Regions from separate parts of the Mus musculus genome. Here all the other regions are linked to region 1. The links are chromatin contacts, called in public ChIA-PET and promoter capture Hi-C maps. All regions are on one chromosome and are shown on one strand. Each heading gives the region's core, a stretch centred on a gene start, on an enhancer-like site or on the middle of the called end of the contact. The rest is flanking DNA. Distances are from core to core; before and after follow the strand shown.

Region 1 (2,720 bases), core at 114-2,613:
GGACATTGTGGGTGGTGGTTGTACACACCCTTTCTCATTCTCCCTTCCCCCACCGTGATGTCACTCAATCCTTGGGGCCAGTCAGCGAGTGCAGCTCCCCAGTAAAACTACCCATCTTTAATATAATCGAATCTGGCATAAATTGGCTCATTTCACCAGTGGTGGAGAAATAACCTATCAGGAGATGTCTTGTGGACCCTAGGGTCCTCTAGAGGCTAGGGACCAGAGTAGGAAAATCTATGTGGATTTTACCAGTCTGCTGGCCTGGTGGTATATGCCTGTCCCAGAACACAGGAGAATGAAGCAGAAGTATAGCTGTGAATTTATAGAGTGAGCTTGCCGAGTAAGAACCTGTTTTAAAAACAAACCAGGAGAAATGGGCTAGTGGGATGGTTCTGTAGGTAAAGGTGCTCAGACCTGAGTGGTGTTCTATTTCCAACACCACACAGTGGTTGACAACTATCCGCAACTCCAGTTCTAGAGGAGTTGATGCCCTCTTTTAACCTCCTTGGAGAACAGGGACACACACACACACACACACACACACACGTTATACAGCCGTACATGTAGGCAAAACACTGAAACACAGAAAATGAAAACAACAGTAAGAGCAGGAAGGGGCGCACACAAGCCATTTTTTTTTTTAAGATTTATTTGTTATTATAACAATAGTACACTGTAGCTGTCTTCAGACACACCAGAAGAGGGAGTCAGATCTTGTTACGGATGGTTGTGAGCCACCATGTGGTTGCTGGGATTTGAACTCTGGACCTTCGGAAGAGCAGTCGGGTGCTCTTACCCGCTGAGCCATCTCACCAGCCCCACACAAGCCATTTTTAAGAAGGCCAGAGGGCAATACAATTTGGGGACTGAGGATTCTGGATCCTCAGACATGGTAGCAAGCGATTTTACCCACTGAGCCATTTCGCTGGCTTTTTTTTTTTTTAATGATTTTTCGAGACAGGCTTTCTCTGTGTAGCCCTGGCTGTCCTGGAACTCACTCTGTGGACCAGGCTGGCCATGACCTCAGAAATCCGCCTGCCTCTGCCTCCCAAGTGTTGGGATTAAAGGCGTGGGCCACCACTGCCCGGCTCGATGGCTTCTTAAATGGAGCAACGAACAAACAAAAATAACCATGTCGCAACCTTGGAAACTGAGATGACATGGTTCTAAATAGAAGAAGCTTCTGTAAAGAGCCACCGCGTGAGATTAGAGGGCTCCAAAACAGAACACTCTCAGGGCGTGGTCAAAGAACTGTCTGTGTCTTTAAAGCTCGAGCTAGGGGCGGGGCTTCCGGAACCTCCCCGCAAGTGACGTCTTGTGACCGGGTTATTGCGGTCGGCGGAAAGCAGTGGAAGCTTTTAAAGGCGTAGCCTTGTCATGCCTCTCTCCAGGACTCACAGTATGACCCGCGGGCCACTTCCCTTTAAGGAGCGTGTCAGGGGTGGGACCTGGATGTGTCCTTCCCGCCGCCGACTCCTTTAAGGCGCGGCCCTCGTCCCCCGGCAGAAAAGCTGCTTAAAGGCGACGCGTGGCGCGATGGCGGCGTTGCCACGCGGGTCACGCGGGCTGCCGCTGCTGCCACTGCTCCTACTGCTGCCGCCGCTGGGCGGCCCGCGCGGCGCGGACGGCTACTTTCCAGAGGAGCGCTGGAGCCCCGAGTCCCCGCTACAGGCGCCGCGCGTGCTCATCGCGCTGCTGGCGCGGAACGCGGCACCCGCGCTGCCCGCCACGCTGGGCGCCCTGGAGCAGCTGCGCCACCCACGGGAGCGCACGGCGCTGTGGTGAGCTGCGGGCCCTTGCGCGGTGCACCGGGACTAGGCGGGACTCAAGTCTCTACCGGAGGGAGGTTGCTATGCACTTGGGCTCGGCTGTGCGCTGCGGAGACTCGGTCCTCTTTCTGAGGACCTGAGTTATGTACCCCAGGGATTACGCACTTGAGGGGGCTCGGCTCTATATCCATAGTGCCCGGGCTCGTCCCCACTGCGGCTTGGGACCCCAAGCTGCTGCCTCCTCCCCTCAGGTACTTAGGAATCTGTTCTGATTTGCTGCCAGCCCTCACAGCGAGCTACCATCCTAGAACCTCTGACTCCTTAGAATGGGCCAGGCTGGTGCTTCCAGACCCTTATAGCGAACTCCGGGACTTCCAGATAAGATTCCTGAGGCTCGGGCCAGCATTCCACGCTAACAAAGTTAATGAACTTATCTTTGTGACAGGGTCTCACACCAATGTGCTTTCCAAACCAGCAGGTTCTGTTCAGTTGTGTACTAGTGAGCTGGGTGTCATCTTTACTCCCCTGTCACCGATGGATGGGCAACAGGCTTGGAGTGTAGCGAGTTTTATCCAGGGTGTTATAGCTGATGGGTCTGAGCCAGGTTGGGAAACCCCCAGTGCCATCATCTTGTCCTGTCTGTGCTCACAGGGTGGCCACAGATCACAACACTGACAACACTTCAGCCATACTTCGAGAGTGGCTGGTGGCAGTGAAGGGTTTATACCACTCTGTGGAGTGGCGACCGGCAGAGGAACCCAGGTGAGCCTCAAATCCCCGACTGGAGTACTGAAGCTTGGGAAGGTAGGATCTAGAATGCTCCAGTTCTATCGTCAGCTTCCCCACCAGGTCCCTATCCTCTCAGCAGACCTTTGTCCCGTTGTCCTTCACTCCATTGTGCAACTTTGGACACAGCTGCCACACCTTTGTGGCTGAATTCCTTTGTGT
Region 2 (2,720 bases), core at 58-2,557, 810 kb after region 1:
CATGTTAATTAATATCTACTGGTCTCCACATGTTAATATAGTGTCAAGGCTGCTGGTGGCTGGTCCTTCCAGGACTTAACCACCCTGTATTGCCCTCTCCTTCAGACCAGGTGACCTGGGTGCATCAGCCTGCCAAGCAGTTCTTACCAGCTTTGGCATTCATACTTGCTCTTGTCTTAGTCCCAAACACCCGAATTTATTGACGGGTAACAAAAGAGCTTCCAATGTGTTAGGCAAAATGTGCTTTCCACAGTTTTCTGCTAATGCATTTTACATCTCTATTTTCCAAATGAGGTAATTGATATGCTGAGGTTAAGAAGCCTGCTTCAAGGACACTCTTCCAGAGTTGGAGCCGAGATCTGAATATAAAATGCTTCCTCCTGGTAACCATGACCCTGCGAAAGACGATTCTAGCAAAGTGCATATAATATGCTGTGTGGAACAAACGGGTAATTTGGCAAATTAGCAGGACAGGAATACTTTCTAATTCTTATGGATGTCACCTGGAACTAGAGACTTTGTCAGTGAGAGACTGCTGAGCTCCCAAGCACCTGATCCCAAGCACGTTAGAAAGTGGCTGAAGAATGAATGAATGTTTTCCGCTAGAAGCACAATGGCCTTCTCACTGCTATTCTGTACGTCCCTGTAGCATTTGATACGTTCAAGAAAACCATCCAGCGACCCTGAGGACGAAGACTGGTGCATACCGTTGGGGGCGTAGGATCCGCGCTTTTCGCACCGCACAGAGCAGCGGAAGCGGATCTCGGGGGAAGGAGGGCTGGGCGGCCAGAGGCGAAGCGGGCGTGTCCCGGTTCCCCTTGCGACTCCAGTATGGGACACCACCCGCCCCGACGCCCGACCCCGCGGGAGACAAAGACTGGCGGCGGGCCCACCGCTCTCGCTCGCCTCCGCGGGGACGAAGCGCGACGCGGCTCGAACAACAGCGCCCACCCCCCAAACCCCCCCCCGTCCCTTAACCTGGCCAGGCCCCAGACGGAGCAGACATACGCAGCGGCCGCGCCCCATCACCTCTTCGCAGCCGCTCGGGGGTCGCCCGGCGCAAGAGTATGCGGGCCGCTCCGGCCTGTCACCTTCAGAACCGCCCGGCCCCCGCCACTCAGCCTCTGAGCCTTCAGCGCGCGCCTCCGCGGTCCCCTGGAGCCGCGCTTCCGCGACGACTTATCTTTCTCGCGGCAACCACCGTCCGCACCGCCCCACGGCGCACCCCAGCACCATACCTGCTGCGAGAGGGGTACAAGCGGCGCCGCCATCTTCGTGCGGACTCGGCCTCCGGAGCGCCGAAGGAACGGGGGCGGGGCCGTGCCTGCGCACTAGTACGAAGGAGGGATGCGATGCGCGCGCAGCACAGCCAGCGCAAGGACAGGCCACAGGACCAGAGTACACGTGCGCAGAAGGGAATCCAAGTCCTCCCGTGAGAAGTTTTGCAGTAAGAGGGCGGAGCCTCGATCACAGTGGAGAGGGCGGGGCAGTTCTGGCTGGAGGCGGAGCCTTTATGGGGAAGGCTCTGTCGCATAGCCTTACCAGAGTTGGCCGTACCGGGTGATTTAGAGAGCCTAGCCTAAAGCACAGCGTGACTAGAAGGTTCGGAGCCTCGTAAGTTTAGTGGGCCGAGAGTGGGCGGGCTAGTCGGTCTGTGGGGGTGGGGAGGGCCTCGTGTGCATCTCCTGATTGGAGTGGGCAAACCGAGCCCCTGGCTTTGGAGGCTCCTGTGAGGCAGGGAACCCAAGGGATAGGTAGGGCTCCCTTCCAGACCGCTGCACTCCAGCTCCCTGCACTTTCCAGTCTGGGTCTGTGAATCGGAGCTTGGCTAAACCCAGGCACCGTCTTAACTTCTCCACTCTAGTAGCCTCTACTAATGCCTAGGGTTTGCTGAACTTTTCCCGGGGAAATGGAGACAGTGGCACACAACAAAGTACCATGGTGCTCAAGTCTAACTTGGGCCATATGCAGTGTTAGTACCACTCAGTATGCTTGTTAAACAGATTTGGGTTCTGATTGCTTGCAGATGTGGGTGTAGCCTGACATCTGGTGTTTTTTGTTGTTTTTTTATGTGTATATGCCTGCTGTGCTCGTGCCAATGCCTGCCCAAGAGAGAAGAGTTTATTAGATGCCATTGAGCTGGAGTTAAAAGCACTTATGAGCCCCCAACCCCCGATATGAGTGGGAACAGAACTAGGGTCCTCTGGAAAAGCAACAAGCACCCTTAACCAACTAACTATATCTTCAGCTACTCTGGTATTTCTTTTTTTTTTTTTTTTTAAAGATTCATTTATTTATTATATGTAAGTACACTGTAGCTATCTTCAGACAATCCAGAAGAGGGAGTCAGATCTTGTTAAGGATGGTTGTGAGCCACCATGTGGTTGCTGGGATTTGAACTCCGAACCTTCAGAAGAGCAGTCGGGTGCTCTTACCCACTGAGCCATCTCACCAGCCCCTACTCTGGTATTTCTTTGTCTTTTTTTTTTTTTTTAAGTTACATTTTAACTTACATCTTAAAAGATTTGTGTGTTGGATGGCCCCTTCCACCATGAGTCACAGAGATAGGACTCAGGTTGTTAGCCTTGGCCGCAAGCATCTTTACCCACTGAGCTATCTTGCTGCCCCTTAGGACATCCTCATTCAAACCACTACACAGGTGCTGGGAAACATGGTACACATATACCGCCACACTCAGTCCCACTGTGTTTGATTTCTTG
Region 3 (2,720 bases), core at 94-2,593, 790 kb before region 1:
CTTAAACAGGTGACTCTTGCCTTACCCCTCCTGCCTTGTCTGCTAGAGCAGTATTGAGGACACTCACGACCCCAAAGTATAGATCTGTCCTGGTCTAGACGCGGAAACCAAGGCACAGAGGGCCTGGAACCGAATTGCGTTGTGGGCAGAGATGTTGCTGATCTTGAGTGTGCAGGACTCTCATTTGGTCCACATCACACCCTTCATAACAGCGGGGACAAGGAAGCCTCAAGAATACCCTCTCTGATCTGTCACCTTTTGTTCCTCAGGGCCGCCTGGCACTTGTGCCCACCCCTGCCTACACCCTGTGGCAGCACTGCCGTGGAGTTCCCTGGCAGCCAGGGCAAGCAGGTAGATGTTCCTTCGCAGCTTCCCACTGCAGAGTAATGTACTCTGGGCAGTGGGTGTGCTCCAGCTCAGCTTGCCCAAACTGAAGGGCGACAGGTAGATCCAATAGGCAGGAGAATTCTGGATGTCATCTTAGAATCAGAATTTAACGTGGCTTCAACTAAAGGGGAATGTGAAAAACAAACTCAAGGCTTCGGGCTTCAGGCATGGCTGGATCCAGGGGACGGGATCCGTTTCTGTGCTGTAGCTAACCTTGGGGGCCTCACCCTGGCTGTTTCGGTGGACGACTTGGAAGAGGGTCTCCACAGAATGAATGTGCTCCTCTAGGCACTGGGAGGGGGAGGGGTGTTAGGGGTTTTCAGCTACACTGTATCCTGGCCCCGCCTACCAAGTCTTAGTCCCACCCAACGACAGGATTCTTCCCATTGTTTTGGCTCCTCCCAAGTCCTGGAGCAATTACATAGCTCTGCCCACAGCCCTAGCTCTGCCCTCATCCTTTTACTCAGTCCTGGTCCCGCCCACGTCTGCTCCATCACTCAATTTCTGATCCTGCCCCTTTCCCCTTCACTCAGTTTTGGCACCGCCCACACATCCTGCCTCCTCTTGTTCCTGCTGTTTGCTCCATCCCCACCCCAACACTCCTTAATTAGTCCCGGCCCCGCCCCCATCCTGCCCCTTCACTCAGTCCCGCCCCGCCCCGCACTTTACTTAGCCCCTCTCGAGAATTCACTGACTCTGTCCCCCCTCTTTTTAGGCTTGGCAGTGGTGCAACCCTGAGGACTTCCCGGAGGTGTTGTACCCGCGAGATGCGCTGGTGGTCGAGATGCCCGGAGACAGAGGCGACGGGACAGAGTCGCCCCAGGCCGCCCCTGAGTGCGCCCTGGACACAAGGCGGCCCTTGGAGACTCAGAGGCAGAGGCAGGTGCAGGCACTGTCAGAGGCCAGGCGCCTGGGCCTGGCTAGGGAGGACTGTCCCCGTGGTGACCTGGCCCACGTGACACTCCCGCTGCTCCTGGGAGGTGTGACCCAGGGAGCCTCTGTACTTGACGATCTTTGGAGGACCCATAAGACTGCGGAGCCGGGACCGCCCACTTTGGGGCAAGAGGCCTGACTGTTGCATCTCCAGCCTGCTCCCTCCTCAGGAGCCCCTAAACTGCAACAGCTGGTCATAATGGCTGTCCTATTTTATAGATGTGATTCTTGAGGCCCAGAGAAGGTGACTGTCTTGCCTGATGTCACACAGCGTTTGCAGGACGCAGACCCAGGCCTTTCTCCCGGTTCTGTAGCACCCTTCTCTTCTCCCACCCACTCCCTCCAGCGCCTATAGCCACACCGCCTGTGAGGGGAACATGGAAACCTCCAAGAAGGGGAAAGTGCTTCATGCAGCTTTGCTTGGTATCCTCAGGGCAAGGCTGGACCCTATCACTGGTCTGTTTATTTTTGGGGGGGTCCTTCCAGTCTGAGGGGACATGGTCAGTCACAGGCTCAGTTTGCCTCCAGCGTCCTTGGCTGGGGTCACAGAATGACTCTAGAGCGTCATAAATTAGGTTACCTAAAAAGCAGGGCCTAGACATTCACGGGAAGTTTATACGTCTGGACTCAGTTTCCCTATTAGAGTATTGGGCACTTAATAAATGGGCCTTCCCAGAGACTGAGAAACTAAATCTGGCCGTCGTGGTGCACGTCTGTCATCCCAATACCCAGGAGGCAGCTGCAGAAAGATGAGCTTGGACTGCAAAGCGAGTCCGAGGGTAGCCTGGGCTACATGAGACCCTGTCTGGAGGACAGTGTGGACAGTCACCTAGAATTCCGAGATAAGACCTGGGTAGTACAGATAGTTGAGGCGAGAGGCCCAGCTCCCTTCCCATGTGCTCGCCCGCCCGTCAAGAGGACCCTGGGTTCCCTCTTTTCCTGGCGCTACAGCCACGGTAAACGCGCGTCCGTAATGTCTCACTTTGGCCGCTAGGAGGCAGCAGCGACGCGTGTCGCCTCCGCCCGCCCTGCACATGAGGCTCAAATTGGACTTTTCCAGTTTGAACTACCCAAGGTTTGAGAACCCTTTTATAACAAGAGTATGCGAAGCTAGTAGGGCGAGGCCTCCCAGACCTGGAACCTGCGTTATCATAGAAGCTTCTAGCTGGCGAAGGAGCCGTGGTCTCCGGGTCCAGCCACACAGTGGTTACACAAATATTTCGGTTATGGTAGCCCGTTTCCAGTGCTGGGGTATGTTGGGGTTCCTCCAGGGACCCCGGGAGGTTGAAGCAGAGGACACTTCTACGCTTGGGAGAATTTGCCAACACACCTAGAGTCTGCCTGGACTCGGGTGGAGAAGGCAAGACCAGACCTGGGGGTGGAGAGTCAGTCACCAGCAT
Region 4 (2,720 bases), core at 118-2,617, 770 kb before region 1:
AAAAACCAAAACAAAACAAAACAAAAAACAAAAACAAACAAGAAAAGAAAAAGAAATAAAGCAAAACCCAAAACCAGTAAAGACAAAAGCAAACACAAAAACAAAAATAGCCCTATCATATCCTGCTTTCCAAATGGGGTATCTGAGGCTGGGAAAGAGCAAGATACCTTCCCAGAGGCACACAGCAGGTGAGCACCCTCAGAATTTGCACTTACCTATAGTGGGTTTTAAACTCACCACTAACTCCTGGCTCCCTGTTACAGAGGTCATTTGAGACCCTCAAATCTAAAAGGTGTCAAGCAGCCAGGCTGGACCCCAACCCCCATGGGGCAGCCACTTGCCAGCAGGGCAGGTGTGTTTATGTCCACAGGTTCAATGACAGTGAACACCTTCCGGGCGCAGCGTGCAGGGACCCATGGCCGGTGCAGAGTGGCTTTGATGGAATAGCGGACGCTGCCGTGTTTGCCCTCGAAGGATGTCACCAGGGAGCTGGGGTGGCAAGAGTGGGTAATCAGAGGATCACTATCAGGAGATAGTGGGGTGAAGGGCATACAAGAGGGATGTCCCGAGAAGTCAGGGCTGAGGGAACCCTAGATGCCCAGCCAGAAGGCGACAGTGGGGCTTACATAGGCAGCTGGAAGCTGAAGGGAAACTCGTGGCGTCCAGCGGGAAGCGTGGCGATATCCCCCGAGTCTAGGAACAAGACCCGGGGCTCAGCGGACGTAGGCCTGGGAATCGCATGCTCGGTGCGCCCCAAAAGGTCCCCAGCCCGTACCTGGCGCGAGCAGCGTGGCGCGGTGGTTCACGACTTCCACGCGCTCGCTGTAACTCTGAGTATAAGCAGTGCTGGAGCCCGCGCTGCGCGACTCCGTCCAGTGCGCGCGCGCGCGGCCCCGAGCGCGCAGCCTGAGCGCGCCCACGCGTGCCGCGCCCGCAAGCTCCAACAGTACCCGGCCTGCCACGGCCTGGCCTCCGTGGAACACGGGCTCGGTGCCCGTGCGCGCCCCGTCTATCTCTACTACGAACGCCTTCACCTTATCGAACAGCATTGCGGTGACGGTCGCGAACCCAAAAAAGAGATCGGCCAGGTGCTCGAACCCGCGAAAAGAAAGAGCTAGAGACTGCGAACGCAGCGGGCTCGAACTACGTACACACACAAGCGGGACAACAGGACGGAAGACCGCTGGGGACCCGCAGCTGCGTCGCACTTATAGGACGGTTGGAGGGCGGGGCCTGAGGAGAAGACCGCACCTACCGGAAGAGACTCCGCAAACACAGCAGTAGGGAACGGGACCCCAGAAAAGACTAGGCCAATAGCGCGGCGAAGGAATGGCCTGAGGAGAAAGCCACACCTTCAGGAGAAGACTCCACCAATAGCGCGCTGAGGAGGCGGGGCCTGAAAAAGCCTGGTTCTGCTGAGAGAATTAGGCCAAAGGCTCCACGAGGGCGGTGGCCTGATAGAAAGCTCCCCCCCCTACAAGGGACCAGGCCAATAGCGTGTGAAGGGCGTGGTCTGAGGGGGCAAAATCAGCTCCTGCGAGAAAGTCAGTAGCATCGAGGGGCGGGGCGGGGCGGGGCGTTAGAGAAAGCCTCGCCTACCGGAAAGAACTTCACCAATAGCGCGGTGGGGCGTGGCCTCACGAGGCTCCAGACAAAATAACCCTTGCTTGGTTCTGAACCGGAGCCTAAGTGGGAGGTGCTGCAGCGCGGCTCTGCCGCCTTAGGTCTCGCAAATACACAAACAAGGAAGCCCAGGAATAGGGAAACTGGTCTTAGTCACCCAGCGTGACAACTGTCACTATTTTTTTTTTCTGTTGCTTTTTGAGACGGGTTCTCATGTAGCCCAAACTTACCTGGGACTTGAGACAGTCCCCCTGCTTCTGTTTACAAGATTGGCCAGTAGTTTTGTGTTCCCTTGGCTAGTCTGGAACTCACTGTGTAGACCAGGCTGGCCTTGAACTCATAGAGGCGAGGTTGCCACTGCTTCCCGAGTGCTGGAATTAAAGCTCAAATCGGATTTCTGAACCCGAAAGCTTTATTTTCTTCTGAGGCCAAGTCTCACATAGCCTCCAATGCATCTCGTACTCTAACCAAGCCCGATGTTGAATTTGCCATCCTCCACCAGTCTTCCAGAGCTGACTTGATAGGCGTTTGCCTTAGTACCTGACTGTTTCTTAAACTTAAAAAAAAAAAGATTTATTTATTTGTATATGTATATGAGTACACTGTAGCTGTCTTCAGACACACCAGAAGAGAGCCATTACAGATGGCTGTGAGCCACTGTGTGGTTCCTGGGAATTGAACTCAGGATCTCTGGAAGAGCAGTCTGTGCTCTTAGCCACTGAGCCATCTCTCCTGCCCGGCCTGGCTTTTTCTTATGTTTTCAGACAGGATCTCACACTGTAACCCAGGCTGCCCGGGAACTCAAGGCAATGGAACTCCGGTGTCAGCCTCTTAGATGCTGGGTTCGCAGGTGTGTCCACTAGGCCAGAACCTCCCAGCTTAATCATCAACTCGCTGCCGCCTGCAGACCTATCTGGGGCACCTTTTTTCAGGCCCATTGTTTCCGGCGATGCGAATTGGTGGGGACAGGGAAGTGTTGGTCCTTTCCCCCCCCCCCCGCATTGGGCACCCCCATTCAACCTAAAGGACCCTGGCAAGGGACAAGGAGGATGTGCCTCAATTTCCACTTCCATAAGGCCTAGGGGAACTTAGTCCCT
Region 5 (2,720 bases), core at 145-2,644, 750 kb before region 1:
CCTCCCAGACACCAGCATGCCCTGCAATCATCCTGGCCCATGAGCACCCCCTGCCCCTCAAGCTACCAACAGCAGGTGACAAGGTGGCCTGGGTGCCTGCAAGACACACAGGTGAAGAGGCAATATGGGGCTGTGACTCAGCTGTCTGACACATATGCCAAGCCTAGGTGCTGCCATGTTGTTCCCTGAGACAGCCTCTTCCTGGGCAGGCTGGCTGGCACAGGACAGATGCAGAGCAGGCAGGGCTCAGTGACCAGTCCTGGGCTGGCTGTGTTTTGAGCCTCCAGTTAAAAGGACTGTCTGTTGCCCCAGGCACAAGGGGGATACCTCTTCTGGTTTTAAAAAGAAGAGCAAAGCTGAGGGAGGTTGGGTGGCCCCTGGATCCTCTGCCAGCACCGAGTCAGACACAGACTAAGGGACACAGCCTGGCGGTGGCTGAGGGCAGGACCTTGACAGGGAACCAGGCTGGCTCTGCCCGAGTGGCTGTGAGCTGAGGACAGAGCTGCTTTCTGTCATGGAGCCTGGGGTACCAGCTCAGTCCGTTTTCTCTTGTCTTCTGTAATTTTATTTATTTACTTTAGAGACAGGCTCTCAATCTATAGTGCAGGTTGGCACTGTGGCAAACCCCAGGTGCTGGGATGGCAGGTGTAAGTCGCCATGCTAGGACTGGTGATACATACCTATCAAGAGGTGCTAAACAGCAAGGCTAGCCTGGCCTTTGAGGCCAACTAGGGCTACCTGAGAACCTGTCTCAAAATAAAATAAAATCGGATCAATAGGTGTCCCTTGCTGTGAGTCTCAAGGAGGCACCCACCTCCCACAACTCTTGTAGGAACCACAGTGATAACGGCTCATGACAGAAACTCCCAAGACACTAGACCTGTGTCAGGTGGCCTCCCCAGCAGCTGGTGGGGAAATGGAGTTGAGGAAGGGTGCCAGAGCTCTTCTCACCAGGCTCACTGACTCCTCAGGGTGCCCGGCTCTGCTTGCCCTTTGCACACCGGCTACCAGGGAGCTTACAAGGCCAGTCTGGCAGCCCAGGTGCTGTCACTGAGCACCTTGACCTCAGTTTAGGGTGGCCGAAGAGTGCTCATGTCACTGGCCGTATCACATCCATCCTTGTGCATGGACTTTATGGACTCAGCGTCTCCCACTCGCAATCTTCCCTCACCGGGGGACACGCGCACCCTCTCTTCTGTGTCCCTGACCCCTGACCGCGTGGCAACACCATCCCCAGCGTCGTCCCTAGTCGCATAGCCCAGGGACCCGCTATTACTGCCCCCCCAGCCCCCTCACCCCCGCTTCCTCTCGCCAATACCTGCGGGCGGGGACCTGGACCCTCGTGCCAGCGCGTCCCCGCCGAGACCGGCCAGGGAGGGGGAGCAGCGCCGCCCCGTATGAGCGGCGCCTTGGATTGGCTGAGTGCACCAGGCCCCACCCCCATGACCCCGCAGGCTCCGCCCATGCTTAAAGCTCCCTCCTGGGCACTGGGCAAGAATAAGAACCCCGGTGATGGGCATCTGTGCACAGGCAGCTGGCTATTGCAGGTGATCCTGCACACCTGGACCTCATCTCTGGGGACAGACAAGCCCGCTCACCTCAGGGACCCCGATCTTAAACCCTATTAGCCTTGCGGGCAGAAAGAGCTCCAGGCAGCTGCAATCATCAGGGCTGGGGAGACCCCCGAACCTGCTCTGCCCCCATCATTCAAGCCAAACTTACAGAGCTCACTCATGAAAGTTTTTGTTTTGAATCAAGGTCTCACATAACCTAGTCTGGCGTCAAACTCACTGTGAAGTACAGGCTGCGCTAGAACTTACCAGGGAGTCCAGGTTAGCCTTGAGTGGCCTTGAAGTTCTGTTCCTTCTCCCTTCACCTCCTGAGCGCTGGGACAGTTTTGGGCCCCCCTTTCCAGCTCATGCAACATTTTTTGTGGTCTTGGGTTTTGTTTGTTTGTTTTGATAGCTCTGTAGCCAAAGCTGATCTTGAATTTACTCACTGAAATCCTCCTCTCAGCCTACTTCCTAAGGTGCTGGAGTTTCAGGTGTCTTCTAAGACATCCCAGAGACCAAGGAGTCTAGTCTCCGCCCCTTCAGTCACGTGATTACTGACAAGCTGGGGAGCTGAGGTTTGCCTGCAGCCGAGCGATGAGTGTGTGTATCCCCTCCCTAATCCCCTCCCCACCCCCACCCCAGCCACCCAGCTCCTGCTTCTTCCTGGCCCAATGTCTTTGCAGTTTAGAGGGCCTCAGGAAGGACTGAGGGGCAGATGTGTGGCCAGCAAGTGGCCTGGGAGCAGTGACAGCACTGAGCCCCAGCAGAGCCACCAACAGAGTGACAGTCCAGGTGTTGGGGACCACATCTGCACTATCCACATAGGTGGAGCCAGATGGAACCAGCCTGGGGTGATAGATGTAAGCAGGTTCCAGGAGACACCACAGAGGGACAGGCCAAGAGCACCAGGTTCTGCCTCCAGCCCCTAAACCTTCTGCATGTGGCCACCTCAGCCTGTGGCTGTGGGCCTTCCCTGCCTACCCCCTACCCAGGAATTGTTTTGCTTTTTGTTTTAGAAAGGGTTTCATATCTGTGAGGCTCAGACTTACTATAGAGCTGAGGATGGCCTGGAACTGGCCATCTTGCCTCTACCTCTCAGGTCCTACCTGACAGGATAGGCCTGGGCCACCAAGCCCCATTTGTTCCGTGCTAACAACAGAAGCCAGG
Region 6 (2,720 bases), core at 160-2,659, 630 kb after region 1:
ACACTCCTAAACTTTTCACCCCAAAACTCCTCACCCTAAAGTTCGAAAAAACTGTTCCAAGAACATTTTTGAGATAAAGGCCTCCTGACGTAGATTCCTTGATAGGACATGACTCCTTAGTTACCTAGATTCCTTTGGCAGAACTCCCTAGTGATGTAAACTTGTACTTTTCCTGCCCAGTTCTCCCCCTTTGAGTTTTACTATATAAGCCTGTGAAAAATTTTGGCTGACTGTCGAGACTCCTCTACCCTGTGCTAAGGTGTATGAGTTTCGACCCCAGAGCTCTGTGTGCTTTCATGTTGCTGCTTTATTTCGACCCCAGAGCTCTGGTCTGTGTGCTTTCATGTCGCTGCTTTATTAAATCTTACCTTCTACATTTTATGTATGGTCTCAGTGTCTTCTTGGGTACGCGGCTGTCCCGGGACTTAAGTGTCTGAGTAAGGGTCTCCCTTCGGGAATCTTTCACTATGTGTCACACAAGTAAAAAACCACACAAAGTAAAAAACAAAAAAAAGCCCTTGGGGCGGGGAGGAGTGTTGATGGGCTCCTTTGATCTCTCGGTGGCAGAAAGGTGGTTAAGAATGGCAGAATTTGCCGGGCGGTGGTGGCGCACGCCTTTAATCCCAGCACTTGGGAAGCAGAGGCAGGTTTATTTCTGAGTTCAAGGCCAGCCTGGTCTACAAAGTGAGTTCCAGGACAGCCAGGACTATACAGAGAAACCCTGTCTCGAAAAAAGAAGAATGGCAGAATTAAAATTTAATCAGCCTTACTTTGGTTTTGTTTTTTTGAGACAGGGTTTCTCTGTATAGTCCTGGCTGTCCTGGAATTCACTTTGTAGACCAAGCTGGCCTCGAACTCAGAAATCCGCCTGTCTCTGCTTCCAGAGTGCTGGGATTAAAGGCGTGCGCTAGCTACCACGCCCGGCTCAGCCTTACTGTGAATTAGGCACAGGCTAAGTTACACACGTGCTACCCTGGGTTCACTGGGGCAAGACGGGTGAAGCCCAGTCAGTTGAGAGGTTGACAGTGACAAGTGATTGCTGATAAGGCTGGATTGCCATTGGGAGACTGACTTCCTTTAAGCGCCACCTAACGGCGAGTCACAGTCAGTGACGGGATATTAGTTTACTTGACTTCTGCAGAAAGCAAGGCTGTCTCGAAAAAACAAAAAAAGAAAAAGAAAAAAAAAGGCTCAACTCCAAATCGGTTCCGCTTTCAGCGTCTTCTCACAGCAACAGGCTTGGAAGCGTCCACCTTCATTCCACAGCTAGTCCTTCAGGTACAAGGAGTAATGACAAAGCTGCCCCGCCCTGGTCCTCCAGGCCCCGCTCTTCAGGAAGGCCACGCCCCCTGACTTCCGGCCCGTTTGAGCTATGGGTGAAAAATACTGCCAAAAAGTTCCTACTGCGCTTGCACTCAGTTACGCGCCTGCGCACTTGCGGCTCCCTTCAGACCGGACATAACGGTCCACGCGCTGCTTCATGGACCGGAAGTGGAGGGGAAGTGTCTCGGGGCGCGCCGGGCCTTGCTGAACGCCCGCAGTTCCTGCCGTTGCCGCCGCCCTCGGCTACTGCCGAGACCTTCCAAAGCCGCCATGTCCGCCAGCGCCGTCTACGTACTGGATCTGAAGGGCAAGGTACTGAAGGGTTCGCCACCCTCCGCGTTGCCAGGCAACCAACGGGCCCTCGCCCTGTCAGGACCCACCCTGTTGCTAGGCAACTGGCCGACCAGCCCAGCTAGGGCGTCAGGCAGGCGGGGCAGCCTCACTTGCCAGCCCTACCAAGTTACTAGGAAATGGGCGGTGGTCTTTCCGCGAGTCCCGCCCCATTGCTAGCCAACTTGGTGGGCTGCGGTTGCTAGGTAACTGTCCGCTTTGCCCCTTTCCCTTTTTGTTCGCCTGGGTACCGGACTCTAGCTTCTCCTGCGAACTCCTGTAGCAGGACCCTGCGCCCCGGGGACCGTGCGACCCTTGGCCAGAGGCGTGGCGGGAACTATGGCCTTAGGTCGGTCCCTCGCTCCACAGGCTTCAGCGTTCCCTAGAGCCACTGAGCTTCCTATGACATTAAGAGAAGCGGATGATAAAAGTGTGGTTTTAAGAAGGGCGTGGTGGCGCACGCCTTTAATCCCAGCACTCGGGAGGCAGTCAGGCGGATTTCTGAGTTCGAGGCCAGCCTGGTCTACAAAGTGAGTTCCAGGACAGACAGGGCTATACAGAGAAACCCTGCCTCGAAAAACAAAAACAAACAAAAGTGTGGTTTTAGAGGGGGAAACAGTGCCTAGAGTCACACTGATTACTGGGAAGTAGCGGCCTGGAAGCATCCTCGCCAGGCAGGTGCTAAGCCCAGGGCCACCGTGGGTTAGCCTAATCTGTCATAGCTCAACTTAGTCACTTGGAAAAAACAGAAATAGATGAATACCTATTGGGGCCATGTCTTCATAATGGACTAGCAGCTGCAACTGAAGAATCAGGGAGAGCTATCCTGACTGGGAATAACAAAGACTGCTGAGACATGAAGGCCCTGCACAGAAACAGGACCCTGGCATCTTGCCCAGCGTTATCTGAGAAAGAAATCTTCATTTGTGTGTTTCTGCGGGTGTGTGGAGGAAGGAGACCCCTGCTACTCTTACATGGGCTCTTGTTATCGAACTCGGGTCACTAGACTGATTGAGCTAGGCTGCCTGAACCGTTAAAACGCATGGATCTGCCTGTCTGTACTTCCC
Region 7 (2,720 bases), core at 122-2,621, 580 kb after region 1:
TTCCAAAGACCCAGGATAGGTGGAAATGCACTGGGTGCAGAGGCAAGACGGAAATGCACTGGGTGCAGAGGCAAGAAGGGGTGGGCCAGGAAGCTTACAGCCAAGTCAGCTATGCCTGTTAGGTACAGGGACACATCACCCAGGACCCAGAGTGTGCACATACATTGTAGTTCATTTTAAAATCAGAAGAAAAATCAGGCATGGACTGGGTCTGCAGCTCAGTTGGCAGGGTACTCACATATGGTGAAAGAACTCCTGGGTCCCATCCCAGTATCGCAGAAAATACAGACACCTCTATGATCCCAGCACCCAGGAGATAGAGACAGGAAGAGCAGAGATGCAACATCATCCTCAGTGTTCTGTGGATTCCAGGCCAGCCAGGATGCTGTGAGATCCTGTTTTAGAAAAATAAAAAACAGAAGGGAGAAAAAAACCAGAATAAGATAGATGGACTCTATGGTTTACTCCAGTTTGTTTTGTTTGTTTGTTTGTTTGCTTGCTTGCTTGCTTTCTTGCTTTGGTTTAGTTTGGATATTGAGTTTGAATGTCCCTATGTTAGCCCAGGCTAGCCTGGAACCCCAAATCCTCCTGCCTCAGGCTACTGAGTACTGCAACTACAGACCCAAGCCATCTTGCTTTGATGTTGGCCTAGAGGGCAACATGACTGTAGAATGATATTTCAAATGAGTTTTGCAAAGGAAGGTATGATAGGTGTTGTGTGTGCAGCAAGTCTGTCCTTTCATGTCTCCTTCATGTCTGGGGCATATGCAGTTCCCTGTCCTGTATATGCATACTGTTCCTGTATCCTGTCCCCCCCAAGCAGCCTCTCCTACTTGTTGCCTTTCACTCTCTGATTGCCATATGCCCATTTCCTGACCTATGACTACTTCAAGGTTGCTGTTAAGAGGCTGGGAATCTAGCTCAGTAGGTAGAGTGCTTGTAGCTCAGTAGGTAAAGTGATTGTAGCTCACTTAGCAAGCATGAAGCCCTGGGTTCCATCCCCAGCAATGCATAATCTTGGCATGATGGTAAACCCTGAGGTCGAGGCAAGAGTCTACTTCAGCACCCCAATTGGGGTGCATAAAGCTGTATCTCAAGGGGGAAAAAAACTAGAAGAATACCAATATTGGGAAGCAGGGCGGCAGCTGTCTCAGCGATTCCATAGAGTTGGTAGAGAGTAAGTACTGAGCAAGGCTTGGCAAGAACAACTCCAGCCTCAGACTCAAGCCTTGAGAGTTATTCTGGTCCCACCCTGTTCACCTGCTGGAGGAAACAGGAACTGACTGAGGCTCCTGGCCCTGCCCCTCTGACGTGTGGACCCTGAACCGAAACTTAAACTCCAGCTCAAGCCAGCTCAAGAGCCCTTCGGAACACAACCCAAGCTGTCCAAGGTATGCATCCTACATCCTGCACCCTGCATCCAGAATCCTGGCATCCCTGCATCCCAACATGCCCCAGCTTCAGAGGCTCTGGGACTTCAGCACTGGGTGTAGTGGTGCTAGAAGATGAGAGAAGGGTTTACCAGAGGAGGAAAGCATTGCAAGGGCTAAACTCTGGCATGGCTCTCCACACAAGTCATTGCAGCGCTTTGGAGGCCGAGGCAGGCTGTACACGTTTGAGGCTGGTTTCAGCTAGCTACATGGTGAGACCTGATTCATAGAAACCAAGTGTTCCAAGAAAACCACGAGGGGAAGGCAGAGAGAGGTAAAGCCCCTCCGGCCCCACGGGGTTTTACTGGAGCTGCCAGAGAAAGGAAGGAATTTAACTGAGAAGCTCCGGGAGAGGGTGGGACTGTGGCCAGGGTTTTGTTTGAGCAGGGGAGGCAGGGAAGCTGGCTGGAGGAAGGGACATTTGTATTGAGTCTTGAAAGACTTGTAGGAGTGTTCTGAAGTAGAAAGAGAATAAACATTGAGACCTTTCTGTGTAGCATGTAGCTGGGTTCAGCTGTACTTTAGAGACACGTGTATCTGCTTCATGATGGTGCTACACTCTGGGAGACATGTTGGTAGGTGATAGCCTGGACAGGATTGTCTGTTGCACTCCTGGAGGCCTAGACTCCAATGTGCTTGAACACGGTCAGAACTAGAGCACTGTGGCAAACATGTGCCTGTCTCTGCCTGTGAAGCACAGTGAATAATGAAATAAAAAGGGGAAGTAAACTGAAGTGGGTGGTGCACTCCAGAGGCAGAGGCAGAGGCAGGGGGATCTCTGAGTTCAAGGCCAGCCTGGTCTATAGAGCAAGTTCCCCGGACAGCCAGGGCTTTACAAAGAAAACCCGTCTTGAAAAAAAACAAAGACAAAAAAAAAAAAAAAAAAAAAGAAGAGAAAGGAGGCAGTGGGAGACCCTCCTAGGGACGTTGTCTAGTCACACTCGGCAAGGCAGCCAACCTTCATTCAAAGACTGTTTCAATCCATACAGTGAAGAGTAAGTGAGGAAGAGCCAGTGTCAGCTGCAGGCCTACACACACAGCTGCACACACACGTGTCTGTACACATGGTCACCCCCCCCATACACATTCAAAATTTTTAAATATTAGAATGAGGCTGGAGAGTCGGCAGTTAAGAGTGTACACTGCTCTTGCAGAGTTGCTGAGTTTAGTTCCCAGTGCCTGCATAAGCTTAATGGCCCCTGTAAATCTGGCTCCAGGGATCCAACGCCCTCTTCTGGCCTCCAGTAGTACCTGCATACACATGGCTATTACACTCACACACATTCTCAC

The links. Promoter capture Hi-C pulls out the DNA fragments that hold promoters and counts their contacts. ChIA-PET counts read pairs in DNA pulled down with a chosen protein or histone mark. Capture Hi-C pulls out chosen DNA fragments and counts their contacts.
Region 2: a contact with region 1 is called in an RNA polymerase II ChIA-PET map of memory CD8 T cells, with 12 read pairs. The contact joins the promoter of Eps15l1 here to the promoter of Colgalt1 in region 1. A contact is called at or near these places in 1 of 39 promoter capture datasets (liver) and 3 of 115 datasets of contacts at active chromatin or transcription factors (memory CD8 T cells, pancreatic cancer cells and pro-B cells).
Region 3: a contact with region 1 is called in a promoter capture Hi-C map of the C10 cell line, with 4 times the contacts expected there. The contact joins the enhancer-like site here to the promoter of Colgalt1 in region 1. A contact is called at or near these places in 4 of 39 promoter capture datasets (the C10 cell line, cranial neural crest, hippocampal neurons and 1 more) and 4 of 115 datasets of contacts at active chromatin or transcription factors (astrocytes, bone marrow-derived macrophages, memory CD8 T cells and 1 more).
Region 4: a contact with region 1 is called in an RNA polymerase II ChIA-PET map of memory CD8 T cells, with 263 read pairs. The contact joins the promoter of Arrdc2 here to the promoter of Colgalt1 in region 1. A contact is called at or near these places in 11 of 39 promoter capture datasets (the C10 cell line, cranial neural crest, embryonic stem cells and 6 more), 4 of 115 datasets of contacts at active chromatin or transcription factors (astrocytes, bone marrow-derived macrophages, memory CD8 T cells and 1 more) and 1 of 9 other capture datasets (pancreatic islet).
Region 5: a promoter capture Hi-C map of pancreatic islet shows a contact between it and region 1. The contact joins the promoter of Kcnn1 here to the promoter of Colgalt1 in region 1. A contact is called at or near these places in 8 of 39 promoter capture datasets (the C10 cell line, cranial neural crest, embryonic stem cells and 3 more), 2 of 115 datasets of contacts at active chromatin or transcription factors (astrocytes and memory CD8 T cells) and 1 of 9 other capture datasets (pancreatic islet).
Region 6: a contact with region 1 is called in an RNA polymerase II ChIA-PET map of memory CD8 T cells, with 38 read pairs. The contact joins the promoter of Ap1m1 here to the promoter of Colgalt1 in region 1. A contact is called at or near these places in 10 of 39 promoter capture datasets (the 3T3-L1 cell line, the C10 cell line, the HPC-7 cell line and 6 more), 1 of 484 Hi-C or Micro-C datasets (B cells), 4 of 115 datasets of contacts at active chromatin or transcription factors (extraembryonic endoderm stem cells, large pre-B cells, memory CD8 T cells and 1 more) and 1 of 9 other capture datasets (liver).
Region 7: a contact with region 1 is called in a promoter capture Hi-C map of pre-B cells, with 2.4 times the contacts expected there. The contact joins the promoter of Hsh2d here to the promoter of Colgalt1 in region 1. A contact is called at or near these places in 1 of 39 promoter capture datasets (pre-B cells) and 1 of 115 datasets of contacts at active chromatin or transcription factors (pancreatic cancer cells).

Annotation. Positions count from the first base shown.
Region 1 is chr8:71,609,661-71,612,380 of GRCm38.p6, forward strand. It overlaps Colgalt1 (collagen beta(1-O)galactosyltransferase 1), which reads left to right and starts at 1,364. Exons shown (of 12, transcript NM_146211.3): 1 at 1,364-1,784; 2 at 2,424-2,534. The coding sequence starts at 1,540.
Region 2 is chr8:72,420,167-72,422,886 of GRCm38.p6, forward strand. It overlaps Eps15l1 (epidermal growth factor receptor pathway substrate 15-like 1), which reads right to left and starts at 1,308. Exons shown (of 24, transcript NM_007944.3): 1 at 1,239-1,308. The coding sequence starts at 1,271. It overlaps Gm46043 (a long non-coding RNA gene), which reads left to right. Exons shown (of 3, transcript XR_001778581.2): 1 at 1-1,614.
Region 3 is chr8:70,819,413-70,822,132 of GRCm38.p6, forward strand. It overlaps Il12rb1 (interleukin 12 receptor, beta 1), which reads left to right. Exons shown (of 16, transcript NM_008353.2): 14 at 1-9; 15 at 270-351; 16 at 1,103-2,012. The coding sequence ends at 1,459. Among named protein-coding and RNA genes, the nearest start is that of Il12rb1, 12 kb to the left of the region's middle. Within about 2 kb of position 1,344, at least 62 of the 459 cell types and tissues checked have an H3K27ac peak or open chromatin away from gene starts, as enhancers often do. A contact at or near this core is called in bone marrow-derived macrophages, where this site is marked.
Region 4 is chr8:70,838,353-70,841,072 of GRCm38.p6, forward strand. Arrdc2 (arrestin domain containing 2) reads right to left here and starts at 1,368. Exons shown (of 8, transcript NM_027560.1): 1 at 776-1,368; 2 at 627-693; 3 at 342-489. The coding sequence starts at 1,049.
Region 5 is chr8:70,855,614-70,858,333 of GRCm38.p6, forward strand. Kcnn1 (potassium intermediate/small conductance calcium-activated channel, subfamily N, member 1) reads right to left here and starts at 1,395. Exons shown (of 10, transcript NM_032397.3): 1 at 1,319-1,395.
Region 6 is chr8:72,238,609-72,241,328 of GRCm38.p6, forward strand. It overlaps Ap1m1 (adaptor-related protein complex AP-1, mu subunit 1), which reads left to right and starts at 1,410. Exons shown (of 12, transcript NM_007456.5): 1 at 1,410-1,635. The coding sequence starts at 1,594.
Region 7 is chr8:72,188,297-72,191,016 of GRCm38.p6, forward strand. It overlaps Hsh2d (hematopoietic SH2 domain containing), which reads left to right and starts at 1,372. Exons shown (of 6, transcript NM_197944.1): 1 at 1,372-1,391.